Regions from separate parts of the Rattus norvegicus genome. Here region 2 is linked to region 1. A link is a contact called in public Hi-C data. All regions are on one chromosome and are shown on one strand. Each heading gives the region's core, a stretch centred on a gene start, on an enhancer-like site or on the middle of the called end of the contact. The rest is flanking DNA. Distances are from core to core; before and after follow the strand shown. Region 1 holds the start of Nfil3 (nuclear factor, interleukin 3 regulated). Region 2 has its middle 100 kb from the start of Auh.

Region 1 (3,869 bases), core at 1,140-3,639:
CTCTGCAGATTTTAATTAAAAGATATAGGATGGAGCAGAGCAGTGGGAACGCCCACCATTAAGTCCAGCACTTGGGAGGCAGAGGCAGGCAGACCTCTGTGAGCTCAAGGCCAGCCTGATTTACAGACAGCCAAGGCTACCCAGAGAAACTCTGTCCTGAAAAAATAAAATACAGATTCAAAAAGAAGATACAAGGTGAGGCTAAAGAGGTGGCGTACCAGGTAAGGGTACCGACTGCTCTCCCGCAGGACCTGGGGTTTAATTATCAGACCCACATGACAGCTCCCAACCAGCTGTAACTCCAGTCCCAGGGGATCGGATGCCCTCCTATGGCTTCTGTAGGCACCAGGCACACATGCGGTACATAAACACACATGCAGGCAATACACTCGTATGCATAAAATAAAAATAAATAGAACTTTTAAAAAAATAAAAATGAAAGGTACTAGATGGTCAATAAACACAGTACGGTGGGAGGTAGGAAGCTTTTCCATTGGCCATGGCCACCAAATAAGTGGTGTGGTCATCAAAGGGTGCACAGCAAATGAAATTTTTCCACAGAGAAATTTAGAAGTCTGGGTCCCAATGCAGAGACACAGAGCTGAAGACTTGTCATTAGCCTGTCACTCGTCCCTGTGACGGTCCTTCCAGCCATATCCACAAGACTTCAATTTTCCATCTCTAGAGTCCAGCCAGATAAGTCCTGGACCAACTCATTCATTCAGCCAGCCAGTCATTTGGTCATTCATCCAGTCATCCAGTCAGTCAGTCAGTCAGTCAGTCTGTCAGTCAGTCAGTCGGCCATAAACAGTCTCACGTGGCCGGGGCTGACATTATAGCTGAAAATGACTTTGAATTTCTGATCTTGCTGCCTGTACCCTCTGAGTGCTCGGATGACAGACACGCACCATTGTGTCTGTTTCATATGCTTCTGGGAGTTGGACCCAGGCCTTCACGACTGATAGGCAAGCGCCTTACCAACTGAGTCACAATTAGCCCAGTGCTTTACATATTTTTAAATATATTACATTTATTATTTATATTTTTTATGATGCATTACGTGTGTGCATCCACTCAAACCCACACCATGGTTGGTGCACATATGGAGGTCACAGGGACAACTTTAAGGTCTCAGTTGTCCCCTTCCACCATTTGAATCCTAGAGCTCAAACACAGGTGTCAGGCTTGGTGGCAAGTTCCTTTTCCCACTAAGCCATCTCATTGTAAAAGAAAATCAATCCCTTGCCAACATGGAAAAGCAGAATCTTTCTCTCTCTCTCTCTCTCTCTCTCTCTCTCTCTCTCTCTCTCTCTCACACACACACACACACACACACACACACTTACACACATACACACACACTTACACACATACATACACACTCACACACACTCACACACATGCACACTCTCACACACACACACAAACCCACTCACACACACACTTACACTCACATACATGCACACACACACACTCACACACATACATACACACTCACGCACACACTCACATACACTCACACACTCTCTCTCTCTCTCTCTCACACACACACACACACACACACACACACACACACACAGGTATTTTTAATGTCAACTTTTGAAAACTCGGAGCCATGGCCCCCCTGATCTGATACGGTAACGGTGGTGTCAGAGTCCACAGGTGGCTCACCTTCTGAACCCCCATAAAGTACTAGGTGTATATATCAAGGTCCAAGGCAAGAGCCTCTGGACGCCAGGCTAAAGTCGTGTAACCAGGGTTAGACCTGGGCTCGATGCCCAACGCTGTGAAAGGAAAACCCCTCGGATGCCTAGGTCAGAGTACTCTAGACCCTCTGGCTGGACACGCCCTGAAACTTTTCTCAGAAAGAGCCACATTCTCACCACGCTCTCCTCTCACACCCCTTACATTGGCTGCTCAGAGAGTGCTTCAGAGGTGTATAAGCACAAAAGTGATCACCTCTCCTTGGCTCCTGCATCCAAACCCAATTCCAGCTCTGAAACGAACCAGCCGCTCTGAGTAAGAACGTTTTGAGCTTGACTGCCGTACTTCAGTTAGAGCCCTCCAGCCTTTTCCTATTCAGGAGACCCTACTTACAGCCTGTTCTGGAATTAGCACACTGGCGACCTGGGGAAGGTTCTCCCGTCCCAGGTTTATCTTTCGATTTTCTTCTAGTTCGACTAATTGCAAGCACTTGCCCACTAGGTGGACCCCCAGGGTATAACACCAGACACATCATCCCCCAGGTCCTGAAGACTGAACCTCCAACACTTTGTTGAGCTGCATTTTTAAAGCAGCAGACGGCGCTAACGAGTTGTTTTCCAAGTTGATATCAGAGACATCTTTCACACTTCCTCTGATTTCCAAGTTAGATGGCAAATGACGGAAGCACGAATGTGGTGGAGGCTCAGTGTGGACTGCCCCCCGGGAATGAAGACAGGCATCAGATTTCAAAATTCAGTCGAAAGAACAGCTTCGTGGGTCACAGCCATCCGTTCGTTCCTCCGCTGGCAACCTTGGGTGAGTCAGGCAAGTTCAGTTGGCTTTTTGTGAAAAAAAAAACGTTACTCCTCGATTCTACCTACTCAGGGATCCTATGACATCATTAAATTCCAGAAAAGTGGAACTGATTAACCAAGTCAAGACTCGTTTACATCAAGGCAGTGAGTTCCTCGGAAAAACAAAAACAAAGCAAAAAGTGGAAAGGGGCGGTGTGTTTCCTGAACTGGTCAGGAACCCGCCAAAGGAGATTTACCATATATTGCCTATCTGTGCTGTGGGGGCTTTATTTGGTTACGGGGTATTTTACCAGCTAGACCTCATCGTTAATGCCCTGTGAAGGCGTCCAAAAGTCCAACGGCGAATGGTACTTAAGTCAGTGTGCCTCGGAGATTATCTGTGTAGTTACTGTGTGCCTGGGGTAAATGGAAAGGGATCCACTTAGTGAGATGTTCCGGGTGGGGGCCCGCGCACTCGCTCTTTACTTTGGGGTTTGCTTTCTTAAAAAAAAAAAATGAGAAAGGAGGCGGGGGGGGGGTAGAGTGAGGGAGTCATTCGAGCCCAGATCTCACAGTCCGAGCTCAAGGACCTCGCCACCTGCCACATTCCGTATTTGGGCAAGCGCGTGCGTCACTGTCAGGAATATGGCTCCCTTTGCCAAGGCCGGCACTAATTTTACGTGTCTGTAAACGCGGGGAGTGTTTGCCACGTTCCTTTACAATAGCCAACCTGATGACTGACTTAAGAACACGCCGCCAGATGCCTTGTCTCCCGTTTCCTTATGTCTTTTGTACATCCCAGGAATTGGGGGGCGGGGAGGAGAGCTGGCTGGCTGGCTAGCTGGCCTGTTCACTGGAAGCAGAAACGACAGAGAGCTACCAGCTCAAGATGCTTCGGGGAGTGCCCTCTGTGGCTCGCTCAAGCCTGAGCACCGAAGATGGGTGGGCGTCCCAGCCCGGCGCACCGGGGACCGCGGACCCTCAGGTCCTCGGACACCGTCGCCACTTCCCCACGTGGTCGGGGACGCAGACCGACTAGGTCTAGCCTGGTTTCCCAACCGTGTTACGCAACAACTTTGTAGGGGTCGTCTTCGCCCTAATTGTGTCGGGAGCGCTGTTTGGGTTGCCGTTGCGGCGCGAGAGGAGCGGAACATTTCAGTCGTGGCGCTGCACGGCTGCCGCGCCCCTTTCCCGATCTCAGAGGGACCATGGGCACAAGGAGGCCAAGGTCCCTGCCACGCCCGGGTCCCCATAGCCTTCACCCGGAGTTCTATTGGCAACAGGTAGCCCAGCCGGCTGTGACTCTCCGGGAAACAAAAAAAAAGGTGCTGCACAACCGAGCGAGCGCAGCGACCCGGAGGGCGCTGCCAG
Region 2 (4,150 bases), core at 1,309-3,808, 150 kb after region 1:
GACACACACACACACACACACACACACTCCACAGGATGTAACCCAAACCCTCACACATACGGACAATCCCTTACCACTGAATTATGTTTTCGGTCCTCTTTTACTAGGTAATAAAATCTCACTAACTTGCCCACGATGGCCTCAGACTCCCTCTGTAGTTCAGGCAGGATTCCCCTGCCTTAGTCACCCCTCAAGTAGCTAGGCATACAGGCCTGTGCACATCATCTAGCCTTGTCTGGCTTTTCCCGTCTGAGCTAGGAGTGTGTTGGCTGGATAACACACTCAGTGCTACTCCGACTGGAGCCTGGTTTTCAAGTTTCTTGGGTCTGTGGGCTTCAATCTGGTGTTGGACTTGGGGTCCGCTTGCCCACTGTCCTCTCAGGTGTCTTCCTAACCCACTCCCTAGTATTCTGGTCCTCCATGTTGGTATACTCAGGAAACCTCATGGGCTCTTGAGGTCTTTGCTTCTCTTTGGTCTTTCTTCTGTCTTTGGAGTTGACTGATTCTCCTGCTTCAGGCTTAACCTTTCCTGGGCCGCCATGGTGTTGCTTTGGAGAGCTCTGGGTGAGCACTGCACATCTGGCTGTCGCTTTGACTTTAGGAACCTTGTTTGGTTCTTCCTCTTCCCCGGTGTCTTTGTGAATCCTTGTTTGGTCAGCCATCATTCTCACACTTTTCTCTGACTTTTTGCACATACTTAAAAGCATTTTAAGAGTGTGTGTGTGTGTGTGTGTGTGTGTGTGTGTGTGTGTGTGTTACTCTTTGCCTTTCTGGAAACAGTTCCTTTGTGCTATTGAGTTGACATCCCATGCTTTATCTCTTAGATCGTGACAAGGCCAGTCCTGAATGTGAACTGATCAGACTTTGGCCAGGGTTCTCCATGCAAGTGCAATAGCATCCAATGGTCCTTTCTGAAAAAGAAAAGGGGATGGGAAATAAAGGGAGAGGAGGGGAGGGAGGAGAGGAAAGAAACGGAGGGAGGGAGAAGAAGGGGGAGAGGAGGAAAGAGGAAGAGACATGAGAAGGAGGGAGGGAAATGTGAGTGAGGAGGGAGATTTGAGGGAGGCGGGAGGGGAGTGAGGGAGGAGAAAGGGATGTGAGGGAGGAGGGAGGGGAGTGAGGGAGGAGAAAGGGATATGAGGGAGAAGATAGAGGGGGATATGGGGGAGGAGGGAGAGGGATTTGAGGGAGGAGGGAGGGATATGAGGGAGAAGATGGAGGAGGATGTGAGGGAGGAGGGAGGGGAATGTGAGGGAGGAGGAAAGGGGATGTGAGAAAGAAGGAAGGGGGTGTAAGGAGGGAGGGGTGTGAGGGAGGAGGGAGGGGGTGTGAGGGAGGAGGGAGGGGTGGGGGGAGGAGGGAGGGGTGTGGGGGAGGAGGGAAGGAGATGTGAGGGAGGGGGATGTGAGGGAGGAGGGAGGGGGTGTGAGGGAGGAGGGAGGGGTGTGGGGGAGGAGGGAGGGGGTGTGAGGGAGGAGGGAGGGGGTGTGAGGGAGGAGGGAGGGGGTGTGAGGGAGGAGGGAGGGGATGTGGGGGAGGAAGGAAGAGGGACAGAAGGGGCAGGAAAAAGGAAGGATACAAAGAGAAGAATGTAGAAAGGAGAAAATAGGAAGGACGGTGAAAGGAAGGAGAGGTTTGGTTAACTTTTGTGGTCCCTTCTTTCTGAAGTGTCAGAGAACCGGGTGTCTCCCCATTTTCTTCTGCAATGCCAATGGTGCTTGGCTCTGAAGTATTTTCAGACAGAAGCGTCTTGAAGAGCAAGGCCTGTGTGCCAGGCCTGTGGAGGCCCTGAACACTGCTCTCTCTTGTCCTCCCATCTCCCCGCCCCCCACCGCTCACACACACTGTCCATTGTCGGTGCTAATTACTGGCCCACTCCAATGGAGCAGGAGGCTGTGTTGATGTTACACTAACAGTTTATGCTTGACAAGCTCTCTGTGCATGTAATAATTACAGCATATTTGTCTTCGGTATTTCGCAAGCATTCTTTCTGGATAATACTGGCAGGATTAAGTAATGGTTTCTCGCCAGCGTGGTTGCTCAACGGCATTAAACACCGATGGAGGGCTATGACGTGCACAGCCTGGCTCCCCCACCCCTACCCCTCCGCCTCTGACCTTCTGCTTTTCTTACGTATAAAATAATCTATTGTAAGCCTCTGCCTATTGTTCTCATCCCAGATGCCAGGAAGTACTTCAGGAAAACATTTTGCTTTGGTGTTAAAGGACGGCCTTTACAGTGGTTAGGAGTAAGATGGGCAGGCAAGACACCAGGCTGCCAGCAACCAGGGACTTCAAAGTCTTCCTTTGGGAACTGGGGGGGGGGGGGGGGACGACTGACATTTATTTCTGCTTCTCGGTATCCAACTTCGGTATTGGCAACGTGTGCGTGGTGGGGGGCATGGTTGTGATTCTGTCTTAGAAAAGGTCAGCGGGAGACACGACACTGGCTACACTGTGCAGCCCCGCACTATGATCCCAGACTCGTGCCCGTGCTCCCGAGCCTGTTACACAACACAGCCCACAGCCTCAAGGCCATTTTGCACAAGTTTCTCCTTCCCCAAGTTTACAGCCTCCTGAGATCATTAACTCATGACATAATTCTCGCCCACAAACACGGGCCACTCAAACAGAGCAGAAAATTCCAAAATAAAGCACTTCAGAAATAGCGAGGCATTTTTGGACTTTTTTTTTTTTTTTACCCTTCCTGCACGACTCACGACTTTTTTTTTTTTTTTAAGCCACTGAGTGAAATAGAGAAGCCTACTCGGGGTTTCTTTTTTAAGCGTGGGAGTTTGGTGCGAGAGGGTTCCTGTGGGAACCCTCTCTTCTGCAGTGTTTTGATTTTACCTGTGTTCTAGCTCGCCATTGAAAAGCCAGGTCCACCGCTCTGTCTGACAAAGCTAAGGACTAAAGCACAGTGGCCTTGGCAGACGTATTCGGAACCACGAGGTGAGGCCTGACGTGTCTCCACACACAGTGGAAAGTTACTGCGGTGGCTGTTACCGAGTCCACAGGACCAGGAAAGTAAAGTAAATGCCATGCCGTGGCCGGCTTTTAATGTTATCAAGGGAGTTTGGCCCTGATGCGTCAGGAATCTTTGTTGTGAGTGGCACAAGTTCAAACGAAAGTGGCCTGGATCAAAGAAAATGTCACTTGGCCTGCAACCCTCAGCAGGAAAGGGCAGGACCATGGGGACAGTAGAACCGGGCTCTCAGGGCTGGAGGGACACCCTGTGTTTCCTGTCATGCCTAGTGGCCAGGGTATGGCTTCACTCTGGTCTGGTTTTACACGATGGCAACTTCCAGCCCACTGGAGATTGGAACTCAGGTTCCCAGGCACGCAGGCACTTTATCAACTGAGCAGTCTACCCCAGTTTTTTCCGTGCAGTTCTAAGGGTGACCTTGGCTCACAGCAGAACTCGGAAGCTTCCGTAGCCTCTGTCACGAGGGGAATGGGAAGGAGGAGGTGCTGGGAGTGTAAAAGCCCTTGGTCCAATGAGAACTTAGACCAGCTAGAAGTTTGAGCCACTGGTGGAGAAGCAGGTCAACCATGGGGACAGGACCCAGTGGAGGTGTCAACCTCTGAGTCAGAATGTTGGTGGATGGGGGCACGCAGAGACATGGTTCAGATAGACTGGCTGGGGAGAGGGAGTATTTAGACCCAGCACCTGTGGCCCAGCTTTCCCCACCCCTGCTCAGCCCAGAAAGAGTGGTATTATGACCTCTCTGGATAACTGACATGATGTCATGGGTAGCCCTAGTTACGCCTCTGCTCTAGGTTAGGAGGACAGTGTGGCGGACATTTGCCACCCTTAGCTGTGGTTCTGTCAGCAGCCCAATGGAACCTGGCTGGGTCTATCTAGGTTCCTGGATCTTGCATTTCTCTGTTGACCTCTGCGATCAGATCCTCCAGTGGGCAGCTTTTGAACCCCAGGAAAGCCCTTGAGTTGTCTGGTATCATCCCTGTTGCTACCAACGGAATAACTCCTCAACGTGCACTCTCGCTGTCTCCCAGTGTTTCAAGAGCGGTTCAAGAGCTTTGCAAAGCTCTGGCTTACCCTTATAGGCTGTTTTATGTGTTTTCTCCGCTGTCAGTGTTACGTATTATGAACTCAGTGAGGGGGAAGGGGAGCTTGGAGAGAAGTTGTG

Evidence for each region. A called contact is a pair of places that touch in the nucleus more often than the background predicts.
Region 2: a Hi-C map of liver shows a contact between it and region 1, with 4 times the contacts expected there. The contact joins the enhancer-like site here to the promoter of Nfil3 in region 1. A contact is called at or near these places in 9 of 12 Hi-C or Micro-C datasets (the A7r5 cell line, Schwann cells, frontal cortex and 5 more).

Annotation. Positions count from the first base shown.
Region 1 is chr17:12,429,987-12,433,855 of GRCr8, forward strand. Nfil3 (nuclear factor, interleukin 3 regulated) reads left to right here and starts at 2,390. Exons shown (of 2, transcript NM_053727.2): 1 at 2,390-2,520. LOC108353155 (a long non-coding RNA gene) reads right to left here and starts at 2,101. Exons shown (of 2, transcript XR_005495436.2): 1 at 1-2,101.
Region 2 is chr17:12,583,358-12,587,507 of GRCr8, forward strand. No RefSeq gene overlaps it. Among named protein-coding and RNA genes, the nearest start is that of Auh, 100 kb to the left of the region's middle. Within about 2 kb of position 2,559, at least 48 of the 93 cell types and tissues checked have an H3K27ac peak or open chromatin away from gene starts, as enhancers often do. A contact at or near this core is called in the A7r5 cell line, Schwann cells, hepatocytes and 2 more, where this site is marked.